2 separate regions of the Zea mays genome follow, and region 1 is linked to region 2. Evidence: chromatin contacts called from public Hi-C data. All regions are on one chromosome and are shown on one strand. The core of a region is the stretch at or near the end of the contact, and the rest is flanking DNA. Distances in the headings are between cores, read along the strand shown.

The links. Hi-C and Micro-C count contacts between places; a contact is called where the count stands out from the background.
Region 1: a contact with region 2 is called in a Hi-C map of tassel, with 2.4 times the contacts expected there. The contact joins the promoter of LOC100500975 here to the promoter of LOC542172 in region 2. A contact is called at or near these places in 4 of 25 Hi-C or Micro-C datasets (bundle sheath, endosperm, leaf and 1 more).

What each region holds. Positions count from the first base shown.
Region 1 is chr3:36,125,596-36,132,280 of Zm-B73-REFERENCE-NAM-5.0, forward strand. LOC100500975 reads right to left here and starts at 3,397. Exons shown (of 2, transcript NM_001174228.2): 1 at 3,329-3,397; 2 at 654-1,045. The coding sequence starts at 1,030. The coding sequence ends at 839.
Region 2 is chr3:35,931,899-35,938,835 of Zm-B73-REFERENCE-NAM-5.0, forward strand. LOC542172 reads right to left here and starts at 4,545. Exons shown (of 3, transcript NM_001111792.2): 1 at 4,206-4,545; 2 at 3,969-4,100. The coding sequence starts at 4,334.

The sequences.
Region 1 (6,685 bases), core at 2,147-4,646, 190 kb after region 2:
GTTTTTATCACTATAAATTTCAGCTGCTTTAATTAGAAGCCAACAGCTCCACTATAAATCACAATCACAGGGCGAATCGAAGGCTTTAATCATTGATACGGGAATAAATAGTGCGGGATGATCAGATCACCCGACGCGACGCATGGCTGAATGAATCACGAGACATGATAGATCAATCATTGATACCACGGGTTTGGGGGCCGTCTTCTGATTTCTGAAGCAGGGGACAGGTGTCTCTGTGCACGCCCACAGCCCACCGTCTCTAACTTTTGTGCTGATAACTGCACGAAAATCGATAGCCTTTTTTTTTTCTTTTTCTTGGCACACTACAGTTCACTCTTTCAGGCTTCAAAAGGTACCAGAAACATTCGTTCATTTTTCTTTCCATTTCCACCATGCAAAAAACAAAAAGGCTAATCTCATCCTAATAAATATGCTGTATGTCGTCGCAGCGTATTTCAACCTGTTGTTGCCGATTCCCTGCTTGCTGTACGAAAAACAGACAGACAAACTCTACCCCTCTTGATGGAAAGAAAGGCCTTTCAGGTTCAAGTATAAACAAAAAGATGCCTGTGCTGTGCGGTTCTGACTTCTGGGCTAACGTCACAGGCACAGACTTCAAAGTAAAGCAGTTCCAGGAGCAGAGGCAATCGGATCATCAAAGGATAATAAAAGGGAAGAAATTCAACATACATATCATCGGCTACGGTGTAACCGTATCAACATACAACCTATCCATGTCCCATGAACCCCATTTGCTAGACAGCAACAACCAAAAATTTTACCCCAACCGGATGATACAACAACAGCGAGATCAGCCACGCAGTCGGAAGGGGGATCAGTTCCCCTGGGCGCCCACTGCCTCCGCTGCTCCTGTGCCTGCCCAGCAGTACCTGTAGGCAGCGTAAACGGAGGACACAACCAGGACGCCGAGGATCATGTAGGTGACGATCGTGGCCACGCTGATTTGGCCGGGGACCTTCTTCACCTTGCTTTGCGCGAGCAAGGCCTTCGGCTTGATCTTCGCCATGTTGCGCCGCGGCCTCTGCTAGTCACAAGAACAAGATCAAAAGAAGACGACTAGAATTATTTTCTTTTTGTTGGACCATCGTCAACCAAACAGCATACAAGGTGATTACGGAACCAACGATAGATTTGTAATAGCGACACCGCCTCAGGTTGTCAGAACACAAACATGTTGCTAATGTGACTGTTCTTTCCAGGCTGATAATACCTGGTTCACAGTCTATGAAATGAAATACACAAGCAGAATATACTTTTTTTTTCATGCGCCACGAATTCATGCTCATTTGCAAACTATAGGATGTATAATTTTTCAGTTGAAACTTGAAATACCTGGTGGACAGGGCAAACAAAGATATTCTCATGGGGTTATTTGGAGATTGACACCAGGAGCAACTAACCTACTTGGATACTCCATGGCAGAACATAAGTTTAATGTAAGAGTTACTTGTCTTATTACATGGGATAAGGCCCATATTAATAAAGAGTGGCACAAACAAAAAAGGTTCAAGAGTTCATTTATCCAACTTTGCACCCTGACTTGACTTCGGCACTCCTCTACCAATGGAATGGCTTTACAGGCAGCAGCAGTAACCAGCAAGGTAATTAAACATATCACCCTTTTCTTCCATCCTCCAAGAATCTCTTTTACTATTTCTTGAAATACAGGCAAGGTGTGTTCATGTTGTTGTTGCATTTATATGGTTTCTGAAATAGCAGTACCATACGAGCTACAGAGCTAAGCATGTTCAAACTACCGACAGGGGAAAAGCATATAATCTGATGGCAAAAGCAATGAGACTGGTTCTAAAACTCCATGGCACAACAAAAGTTTCTAGCCAATCTTACTCATATGACATAGCATAATGTACTTTAATAAGGATACACAAAATAAAAAAGGTTCACGAATATATTTCTTCATTGCAGCCTGACTAGACTTCTGCACACCTCTATCAATTTTCTGCCTTGATAGGAAGCAGCACTGCCTAATCAATCAAGACACCCCTCTCATTCACTCTCCTCCAAGAATATCTCTTACTAATTAAAATTAGGGCCAGGGAATTTTCATACTTTGTTTTTGTGCTAGTAGAGTAGGAAAGTCATACAGGAAAAATCTAAATGGTTAAGAAAAGATATTTAAAGCAGCAAAAAGAGTTTCAACAAGAATAAATTTGGGCACTAGTATTGATAACAGTATCTTCTCTTTTCTTGCTGTGCATATGAAAATGCTAGGTAAATCAATCACAAGAAGAAAAAAAACTGAGTTTTTGTTTACATCATGGACAATGTCCTAGCCTAGCATAAATGTTGACTTGCCACCTAAAATGACCTGAACACACTTTGGTTCAGCATATGTATCACCTGCTTACATACTACGGAGCGTAGCTTCCTTCACTAAATGACACTGTGATTCTCTAGATTACGGGTACAGGCCGAGGGTATGCACACTGGTCATGCTTATACTGGTCTAAACCCATTTCCGACTGGGTCAAAGAAGATGACCGGACTAATGCTGCATGACCACTGACCAAGGGCGGACTTAGCATAAGCCACAGGGATTCAAATGCATCCTAGTTTTTTTTCCTGGAAGAGGAAAGCTATCAAGTGATATACAATGCCCAGGAGCAGGGTCAAAGGCGACGATTGAACTAAAGACTATCCTGGTGTAGTAGACTCAGAAGGCGTGGGATCCAGATGAGCACTCGCAGTTGTCTATTAAAAAAAAGTTTGCTACCTTCTTAGGCTCCTGTTTGGAACCTCTAAAACTACTAAAAATGAGTTATTGGGTTCCAAACACCATCAGCTAATACCGCAGCTAATTGTTAGCTACCTCACAGCTAATAATTAGTTTGGCTCAACCCAGCTAATAATTTATTAGCTGGCTAACTATTAGTTGTAGGGGTTTGAAACAGGGCCTTAGTTATCCACGCAGCAAACAAAACAGGCGGAGTGGAGCATCGACCTAGCAAGAAAAATACTTGGATCGATTTCTCTTTGTCCGTAAGAAAAAGAGCAGATGCTTAGAGGGTGCGAAATCACACCACACGGCTCCTTGCCGACGAAAAGCACGGGTGGCTTATCACTGTCGATCCCGCAAGTACGCACGGGAGTAAATGCTCTACCAACGATCTCGCTACCAGCAGCAGGTCCCCGACGCAGCAGAGCAGACCGGACCGAATCATGGACAAGCTGAACGGATCGGAGAGGGAAAAGGCGTAACCGGAATCGAGGTCCCCCAACGAAGTAAAAGATCCCGCAGGTGAGAACGAGCGGTTTATCTAAGCGAAGGCAGGGGCATCCTTACCCGGAAGGACGAGAGCAGACCAAGCGCGGACGGAGTAGCACCCTTGGAGACGAGAAGCCGAGAACAAACGAGGCCTCGGACGCCTACCCGCCTATATGAATAGTCTCGGGGGGAGGACCGGAAGGAGAAGGGGGGGGGGGGGGGGGGGGGGGGGGGGGAGAGTGGATCTAGATCGAGGCGTGTTGGAAGTTGGGGAGGAAACAACGAAACGCTGTTCAACCGCGGGTGCGAGCTGGAAAGGAATCAGCCCTCGTGCGAGTGCGACGACCATTCGTCTCCGATTGGTTTTCGTCCCGAATTTTTTGTATTTTAGCCATTTTTCGGAAAAAAATTCACGTTTAGACCTAAAAAAATTTTAAATGCAGTTTTGGACCCTTTGCTCGGCGCCATAGCCTGTGGCGCCGAAGTAACACAGCTCGGCGCCATAGGCTATGGCGCCGAGGTCGTGTTGCGTTGGCACAACCCAGACGCGTGGCGTCGACGTGGCACCGAGCTCGGCGCCACAGATCTTGGCGCCGAGCTCGGTTGTGTTATTAACATATTTGTTGCAGACATGAGCACAAAGCCCAGCTAGCCCACTTGGTGGAGCACAAGGCTTCTAACCTTGTGGTTGTGGGTTCAAACCCCACAGTTTGCATTTTTATTTGGTTTTTTTTTGTTTATGTCGCTGGTGTGTCCGTTCAAATTTATTTCTCACCTATATTTTTTTATCTAGCCACTACTCATTTAAAAAAAACCAATATATTTGATGGTGCGAATTACATACGTTGGCACAAAAACTAGCTTCACTGTTTTGTTTGTTTTTTTGTTTTTTGCTCAGAGGCAATCTTGGCCTACTTTCCAAGGCTTATTCCAATCCTCCAAATTAAACTCTCAAAAGAGATGCTTAGGAGCAAACTGGTGCCTGGATTTTCTCGATGATAACCGATGAGCACAGTGATGCATTTAAAACGGATAGAAATAAGTTCACGAAAAAACTACAAAATAAAAAAGCTCTTAACTTCAATAGTAATGAAGAATATGCTCGAACTAGCTAGAAATATATCAATCAACTAGTGATACGATGCTTTTAAAAGGTTACTGGAGCATGCATGAATCCAAGGAAATAATTGGATCGCAGAACGAACACTCGTAAGTCTAAAAGAGGCTAAAATAGTGTCATGGACATATATACACAATACGTACACATAGGTTTATTTGTGGCAGGCCATCACAATTCATCTGAACGTACCGGCCGGGTAGATTGAAAGCATTTTTAGAAATAAATTTGAACGGACACACCAGCGACATAAACAAAAAAAACCAAATAAAAATGCAAACTGTGGGGTTTGAACCCACGACCACAAGGTTAGAAGCCTTGTGCTCCACCAAGTGGGCTAGCTGGGCTTTGTGCTCATGTCTGCAACAAATATGTTAATAACACAACCGAGCTCGGCGCCAAGATCTGTGGCGCCGAGCTCGGTGCCACGTCGACGCCACGCGTCTGGGTTGTGCCAACGCAACACGACCTCGGCGCCATAGCCTATGGCGCCGAGCTGTGTTACTTCGGCGCCACAGGCTATGGCGCCGAGCAAAGGGTCCAAAACTGCATTTAAAATTTTTTTAGGTCTAAACGTAAATTTACTTCTGTTTAAGGGCTAAAATACAAAAAATTCGGGGTTTTCGTCTATATTGTGATTGTGACCTAGATCCTACTCTCTCTCTCTCTCTCTCTTTCTAAAATCTCTCTGCTCTTACAGTTTTGAGACCGTTCACTGTAAAAAAACCTAGATCCTAAATGGACTGCCGCTATACGCCAAACTCTCTACGCCACAGCACAAAAATGTATCTACGCTGCCACCAGCGAGGATACCCAGCACCCCACGTGGCAAATACGAAGTGGTGCCAACTAATCTGGCATGGGGGGCGGAGGTTCTGTCCCAAGGAGGCCAGAGATCTAGAGCAATCAACCGGGCGAAGTGCACAGCCTCCCTCTCGCCCCTGCCACGTCAGCTCTCGCCTCCACTCTCGCCCCTGCTGCTCCAGTGCACAGGCTGCAGCAGGCTACAGCGTCAGGCTATAGCCACGTCAGCTTTTCTATTTCAGAATTAAGTAATTCACGCGGATTTATTTCAACGCTCAGAAAACACACAACATAATATTTTTTATTGAATTAAAATTACAAAGTACATAATAATTAAAATAAAATGACATGATAATTAAAATAAAATTACATAACTCTAATCGGACTCCTCGATCTCATCCTCATCTTCCTCCTCTTCACGTTCCGCTTCCGGTTCCTCTTCTTCGTCATCTACCAGACCAAGTTCTTTTTCGACCATCTTTACGGCCCTGCCATGGGTACGTCTTTCAGCCGGGTCCATATCTTTGGATGCTTTTCCTTCGGCACGGGATTTTTCTCAGCTTGGTTTTTAGATCCAACAGATAAAGGTGCAACTGGAGGAGGTGCTCCATACGTAGGTGGAGCATATGGATGAGGTGCTCCATACGGAGGTGGAGCATATGGAGCATAAGGAGGTACTCCATACGGAGGTGGAGCATATGGAGGAGGGGCGTATGGAGGTATCTGGAAAGAAGCTTGACTTCCGTCCGCAGCAGGTGGGGGAGGGGCATACGGACGTACCGGAAATGAGGCTTGAATTCCGGCTTGGGAAGTTGGAGGTTGACCATATGAAGACGGTGGATATTGATACAAATGATAGGGATAAGGGTATGGTGGTGGACGCGCAGCCGGAAATAGTGCATGGGGGAGTGAGGCTGAAACATCGGAGCGACGATATAGTGAAGAAGACTCATCTAACGGAAGGGTTGTAGGTGACCCATCGGACTGCAAGAGATCCGTGAAGGTGTTCAAATCTGGGGACCAACCCGACATTGTGTGAAGAAAGGGGAGTTTGGAAGAGAAAAATGAAATGGAATGGTGTGTGGAATGAGCTCCACCCGGGTAGGGGTATATATAGATGGATTGGGGATGAAATTTGTGATTTTTTGTAATTTTTTTCGAATTTTTTGGACTCCAAACGGTCAAAAACGGCTAGTTGCAACGGCTAGCACACGTGGACCAATCAGAAGCCGCCACCTCACTGTCGCCCCTCGCTCTCGCTCGCGAAGACGCCATCGCCAACGCGTCGCCCCGCTCTCGCCTGCCTATCGCCTCCCTCTGCCCGGCGCGCGCTCCAGTGCAGGCGAGAGCGGGCGATATCGCCCGCTCTCGCCGGGCGGTGGCAATAGCGCCCGCCGGGTCGCTCTCGCCCGCCTCCAGCCCCGCTCTCGCCTCCTGCTGGGCGCTATCGCCCTCACTATAACCTGCATTGGCACCAGCCTAAACCGCAGCGATGCAGCGGGTGGTAGAGAAGA
Region 2 (6,937 bases), core at 3,295-5,794:
TTCAGAAACATCCAACCAAACCATATGCCAAAACATTACAGCTGTGAAGCATAAAACTCATCAGGTTCAGTTACAACTCACAGTTAACTGTTAAAAGTGTGGAGCACAGAACTCATCAAATTCAGTTACAATTTATAGTTAATTGTTAAAACTATGGATCATATACATCAAGCAGTGACTGAATTTAGGCCCAAGCACTACTTACATGCCTAGTGCAAAACATACATATTTTCCTGACCATACCTTGTACAAAAGCTGAATCCGTACGGTTCAAACATGAGTGTCCCAAAAAGATAAACAGATGGCCCAAGAAACTTATGTTTGACAACATGCAGCAGCAGCATGTAAGTAACATCTTTTGAGCTGCAGTGGGATGGAAACCAAGATGCAATGCATGGTGTCAGTTCTCAGCTTGCGGAAGTGACCCACAGCTGTTAATGACGTTGGGGAAGATTTGATGCCATTTACATGAAATGAGTATACAAATTCAAGTTTTGAATTATTTCTCGACGGATTTACATGTTCCCTCCATGTATTCACTTCCCTTGTAGCCAAATAGTGAAATTGGTCACCAAACTAGATCATTCTGTTGTTCCCATCATTAGGACAGCCTGGGTTTATTTTTGCAAAACCCATAAACTGAGGTACTTTGGCAAGTCTCTTCCAAGAACAGTACAGAGCCCCAAGTCAAGGACTCCTCTAAAGCCCTCCAGTTTTCTAACACAGATAGACCATGGCTCAGTGTGCGAGAGCTTTGCACTCCGAGCACTTAAGATTATCCACACTGCCGCCATATATAACACAAAAAATGTGACCATAACTGGTTTACCACTAGCAGAACTCTACCTCTACTTTCTGTCCAGTCAGTCCCGAACCAAACTACACCTCTGCACAGGTAATGGGCTGCAGAGCCTCTATCCAAGGGCACTGGCCACCACTCCCAATGTGGAGACTGTTCCACCCAAGGTTGGCACATGACACCTTAAGAGGTGAACCAGCCAGGAAATATTTTATATTAGGCTCTCCTTTGCTAAAAGCATGGAAAAGGACATCTGTCTTGTTCCAACCTTTCTAGGTTAGCCAGTGTTTCTGAATTTGAGAACCTCAGGCAAACTCAGGTGTATTCAGCAAGACTCGTCGAAGAACAGAACAAAGCATCAAGCCATCAAGTTGAGGGTTTCCATTGAAAGCTTTCTAGTTTCTTTCAGAAAAAATTGACCAAGAACCAGTGTATGTGAAGAGCTTTGCACCTGTAGCACTCAGGCTTCCCATGCTGCCAAATTACCACAAAAACTATGACACTATCCTGTATATGAACTATCAGTCTATCACACATGGAGTTATTCACAGGCACATTCCACAATATTATTAGTGGTAAGATGGTCAAGTGGGAAACCTGCAGTCATACATTTGGAAAGCTCTCCGGACACAGTGATACTTATACAATTTTCCATATTTTTTTATTTCAAGTCATGCTTCAATGATTAAAGAACATATAAGAATAAAAAAGGACATCTGTTCCCCATTCTAGGTCCAATGGGGGTCAGACTCATTCAAGACCAGTACAAAGTATGCAGTGTTAGAGCAGCCCAAGCGTATACACGGAAATCAAACTGCTCGCATAAATTGAATGGAGCACATTGGAGCAGTCAAATTCTAAGTGTAAGACACAAAAATGAACTGCAAAGATGATCTGAACATGAGCTACACAGCTGATTAAAATATTCCACGTACAGGACGAGGCATGAGAATCTCCACACCTCCATATCGGCAGTGATCGTGCCGGCGCCGACGGCTGTGCGAAAAGCAGCAGCGCCAGGAGGCAGTGCAGGAGGATCACCAGCCATAGTAGCCAGTACAGTGGATGAGGCGCACACAAGGAGCAGTGGTGGCAAAAGGCGAAAGGCTAAACCTAGACGAATGATACCAGAAAGCAACAGAAATAGCGTAGAATAATGGATTGATTTATTGGAGAGACCATATAAATAAGGGAGAGATCTTGTGGCTTATGGAAACAGAACCAGATGAGATCTTCTCGTATCTTTCCAATCATATACAAGGGCTGGCCTGCTATACCTGGCATGTACCCATACCATATATGACAATCTAACATATACATGGGCCGGTCTGCTATACCTTAAACATACCCATACCGTATATACACACACCATATATGTCAGTCTAACAGAAAAAGTCCATAACACAAAGATGGAGGACCAAAATTGCCCAATAGTTGTAAGTTGGCATCCCAGACTTATCAATGGCAACTTGGTCAGATGAGAAGTATGAACTATACATTTGAAAATATCTCCAAAACAACTGATACAGGAATATATTTTCCACAATCTTATTTCAGATTGCATGTTAACAAAATAACAAAGAACATTATAGACAAAGGACATTTGTCATGCTCCAACAACACCAGGTCAGATGGAATTCTTTAAATATATGAAAAACAGGTGAACTCAAGCGTTTTCAGCAAGTATATTCAATAAGATTACAAATCTGAGCATTCTTTTTGAAGCCTTATTTTTATTTTAAAAATGAATAGGATCAGTGTGTCTGGAGAACTTCACACTCATGGTACTCAGACTTCCCACATTAGTGAATTTACCACAAAAATTGTGACATGAACCTGTTTAGCACCGGTGGACAACTTTACCTACCCATCTTCAGCCATGGCAAAAGTTTGATGTTTGCCAGTGAGGATGGAGCGGAACTGCACAATAGTTGTAAACAGGCACTTCATAGTATTACTAGCGGTAATTCAGCCATACTGTCTAAGCACGCAAAAGGGCCTCTAACTAAATTGGTTAGGTGACCTGAGTAGCACTCCTTACGTTCTAAGTTCGATTCCCCGTTGTAGGGAATTTAGGCCGGGGTTACAAAAATCCTCTCATCGGTCCCACACCAAAGCAAAGTTCTAAGGCCCGGCCTCACTCATCCGTTCTCACATGGGCTACGGTGCCGCTGTGCCCCCCCCCCCCCACTGGGTTGGTTTTTTTTACCATGTAAGCACAATGATTCATTGACAATCTTCCCATATTTTGTTAAAGTTGTGTTATGCCAAAATAAAGAATATCATAAAAAAATGAGAGCACTAGACATAAGCTCAAATGTTTGTTCTGCTCTGGAAAGGCAACACCCTTGCTAGGAAATACTCACTCCATTCTAAATTGTAAGTCTGTTCTAGTTTTTCTAGATATAACTTTTGCTCTCGATCTACATTATGTTTAGGTACATAATAAAAGCTATGTATCTTGAGAAGGCATAAGGATGTGTAATTTGGAACAGAGAGTACAAACTAGTTCCACTTGCACAGGTGGAATGTGTAATCTTCTCGTATACAGATATCACATCCTAAAAACCTCACTGAATGTTTGATGGTAAATAATCAATGGCACCATTAGGTAACCCACTAAATTACAGCGGGCCATTGAAATGGGCAGCTAATATGTACGTCGGAGCTCGAATAAGCACAACAGGGATGTTCTAATATCTCTAGGAATCACATCGTGATCAAGTGGCCAAAATCAAGACCCAGTGGATCAGTCATCCTTGGTTGCATGAGGCTATCTTCTCAAGATCATAGATCTGGGTATGCTGTAGCCTTCTATAAATTTTCTGCTTGTCCTATAGCACCTTACATATTTGGTTATTCAGATGTAGCATTCCTAACCCCAGATACTACTTATATATCTAAAACCCTATTGCCTCTGTCTCAACCAAAATTCCAACGCCAAAACACACAGAAACAGTACATTGAAGCACTCTAACAATAATAAGCAACGAAATTCAGATGACATTGAAGCACTCTAACAATAATAAGCAACGAAATTCAGATGTCGTTTAACCCGAGATAAAATTCTACTGTCTTCGTCCCAACCCAAATTCCAATACCAAATCACACAAAAACTGAACCAAGACGTAATTAATAAGAAGCCAGCAGCTGAAGGAAGAAAGGCAACCTTGGCGTAGTAGTCCTTCCAGACGCGGCGGGCGATCTGGTGGCCCCCAAGGTCGAACGCCTTGAACTTGATCCTGCCGATGCTCAACTCTTCTGACGTGGGGTACTGCGTCGGCTGGTGCTGTACGAGCCGCTGCGATGAACCCAATCGAACCAGATCAGGAATCCCCGTTAAGTCGAAAGCATATAAGACTGGAATTCGCAAGGAAAAGGGGCGGATGTCGGAGGTAGAGAGGACCTCGTCCTTCAGCATGTGGAGGAGGGTGGTCTTGCCGGCGTTGTCGAGGCCAAGGAAGAGGATCTTAGCCTCCTTCTGCCACAGCCCAAGCGATGCCAGCACCCCATAGAACCAGTCCACCAGGAACATCTTTACAACTCCGGCGCTCCTCTTCCTCTTCCTCTTCGCACTCCGGCAGCAGATCAAACGACGACGCCTCTCTCTTGCCTTGCCCTTGTCCCTTTTCCTCTCTCCGTCTTTCGACGGGAAGAATATTTCTTCCCCTCTTCTTCTCCTTGTGCCCTGCGTGCTGTATTCTAGATTCTTCGGTGGCGTCTACTTGTTCTAGAACAACTTACCTCTACCGTCAGATCAGATCACAAGCGGTCATTACGCTGCAGCGTGAGAGCATCCAACAAACTGGTTTATAGAAATTAAGTTGATTCTAAATATATTGATTTATAATTTAATTTATAAAAATTAGATTCTCTTAAAAATTGAGAAGCTGACTATTCCTAGCTAAAAAATAAAAATCAAATTTTAAAAAAAAATCTGAGTTACTTCCAAACATGACATAAGAAAACCAAGAACATAGAAATAATGGAAATGCTAAAAACCCATCTACTTAGGTCCTATTTGGAAACGAGCTAGTTTTTAAGAATCTAGATTCTATCTCCAGTTTCTAGGAACTGGTTTATAAAAAAACTGAATAACAGTGTTTGAAACCACCTAAATTCCTATAAACTAGTTTTAGTTGGAAAAGACTAGCTTTTTAGTTTTTAAGAAACTGGTAATCTAGTTTTTATAAACTGTGACATAATCTGATACGTTTAGAATCATCACAGTTTTTATAAACCATTTTTTTTACAAACTGAGGGCTTTCAAACAGGCCTTAAAATATAAAGCAATATTTTCCTCCGAAAATCAAAGACTTCTATAGGGATATAAACCCACCCTCTTATGTAACCGTACAATCAATTAAATGGTGATTGAATGTACAAGTACGTATGGAGGCGATACATATTACTCACTCCGACTCAAACTCAAAATAGTATTTATTTTAGCTCTTAGTTTTTATATCTATATTCAAATAAATGAAGATGAATCTAAACACATATATAAAATATTAGTTATGTGCTCGTACGTTGCCACGGAAGTTGCAACTAAAAGGAGCAACCAAAACATAGCTTAAACTTACAAGAACAAGTGATTAGATTACTTGGAACACACTTTTGAAATAAAAATAGCATCTTCTGACGGCAACAGGTCATTATACAACAAATATAAAACCATACTACCTTCGTTCTCGAATATTTGTCGTCCGCTAGTTCATTTTTGAGCTAAACCGCGACAAATAGAAAATAATGGAGGGAGTACATGCTAACAAAAAGTTGGATAGACCCATTATACATTTTTAATTTTTCTGGAGTTCGCCTTGTGCGTACGCAGCAATTTGGCTATGTATGTCAGCCATGGCCAACTTTGGGGATGTCGTACTGCTTGCTGAGGTTGGCCATGTACTGGTTAAAGTCCTGGATGCGATCCCTGTGCGACTTGTTGGCAACTTTGGCCATCTTCTACATGTCGATCTTCCGCGTCTATTCCATGTAGCGTCGCTCCGCCGGTGTCAGATAGTTGTAGTTGGGATGTGGATTCCCTTCTTCATCTCCCATCTTGCCAGCTTCAACCAGCACATTGTCATTATTAGGGTTGGTTGGTACGTCAGAGTTCCCCCTAAGAATAACCATTGGATTAGATATGAAGTGAGTTGTAACCAGGTGAAAATGACTTCAGATTCATGAAGTCCAGTTACAGAAAAAACAAAAGGTGGTACAACGTATATGTAAAACGGAACAAGTTGTTGGAAAGATGAACCAAGCTCCACATGGGCAACTACCTATTTACCAACAAAGCGAGAAATTCCTATCGACGACCTCGGGCGTTAGCAAAAAATCACTATGGCATACAACTCTACATATTATATTCGTAAGGACTGATCGACCGAAAACATGAGAAAACTGTCAAATCATATCCTGTCATAACACTAACTAACCCAAGTCGTCGAACAAAAACATTGTCACTGCATATAGGTGAACAACTGAGTGGACGAGAAGGTTACATGACCAGTGTTCTTGTTTGTTCTGCAATCAGTACACATAGCCACTGACAACACTTACCACCACAAACTAACTAACAAATTCCTCAATAATGCCTCCAAGATCCTTTAGCAAAAACATGAATACAAAAACAACATATATACATCGACTGCATAAACTACAAACCCGCGTATCCAAATACAGATAAGATGAGCATCAAGCATATACAGAGAAACAAATGCGCAAAAATGTTACAAGCTTTAGTAATCGACTTCCTATTTATAATGGCATGGATATACAACAAACACAAAATACCTAAAGAGAGGTAATCATCAACAATTATGTAACAAAAACCAATTTGTTATTCAATGCATGCACAACATGGAAACCCAAAAATTGTCAGAATGTAGCATGTACACAACCAAGCAGTTGATGGGTACCACCGCTAACAAAAAAAACTTGACCTGCGAGGGGTATAACAACCCTCGGCCATTATATTAAGAAGAGAACTTTTCACACAGGTCAACAAAAACCCTGAACCCTTGCCCCACCCATACATAGTGGCATCGTAGCCCATGTGAGAACGACCACAACGGGACCGGGACTTACACCTGTTCTTTGGTGTGGTACAAACGAGAGGATTTTTAACCCAATATG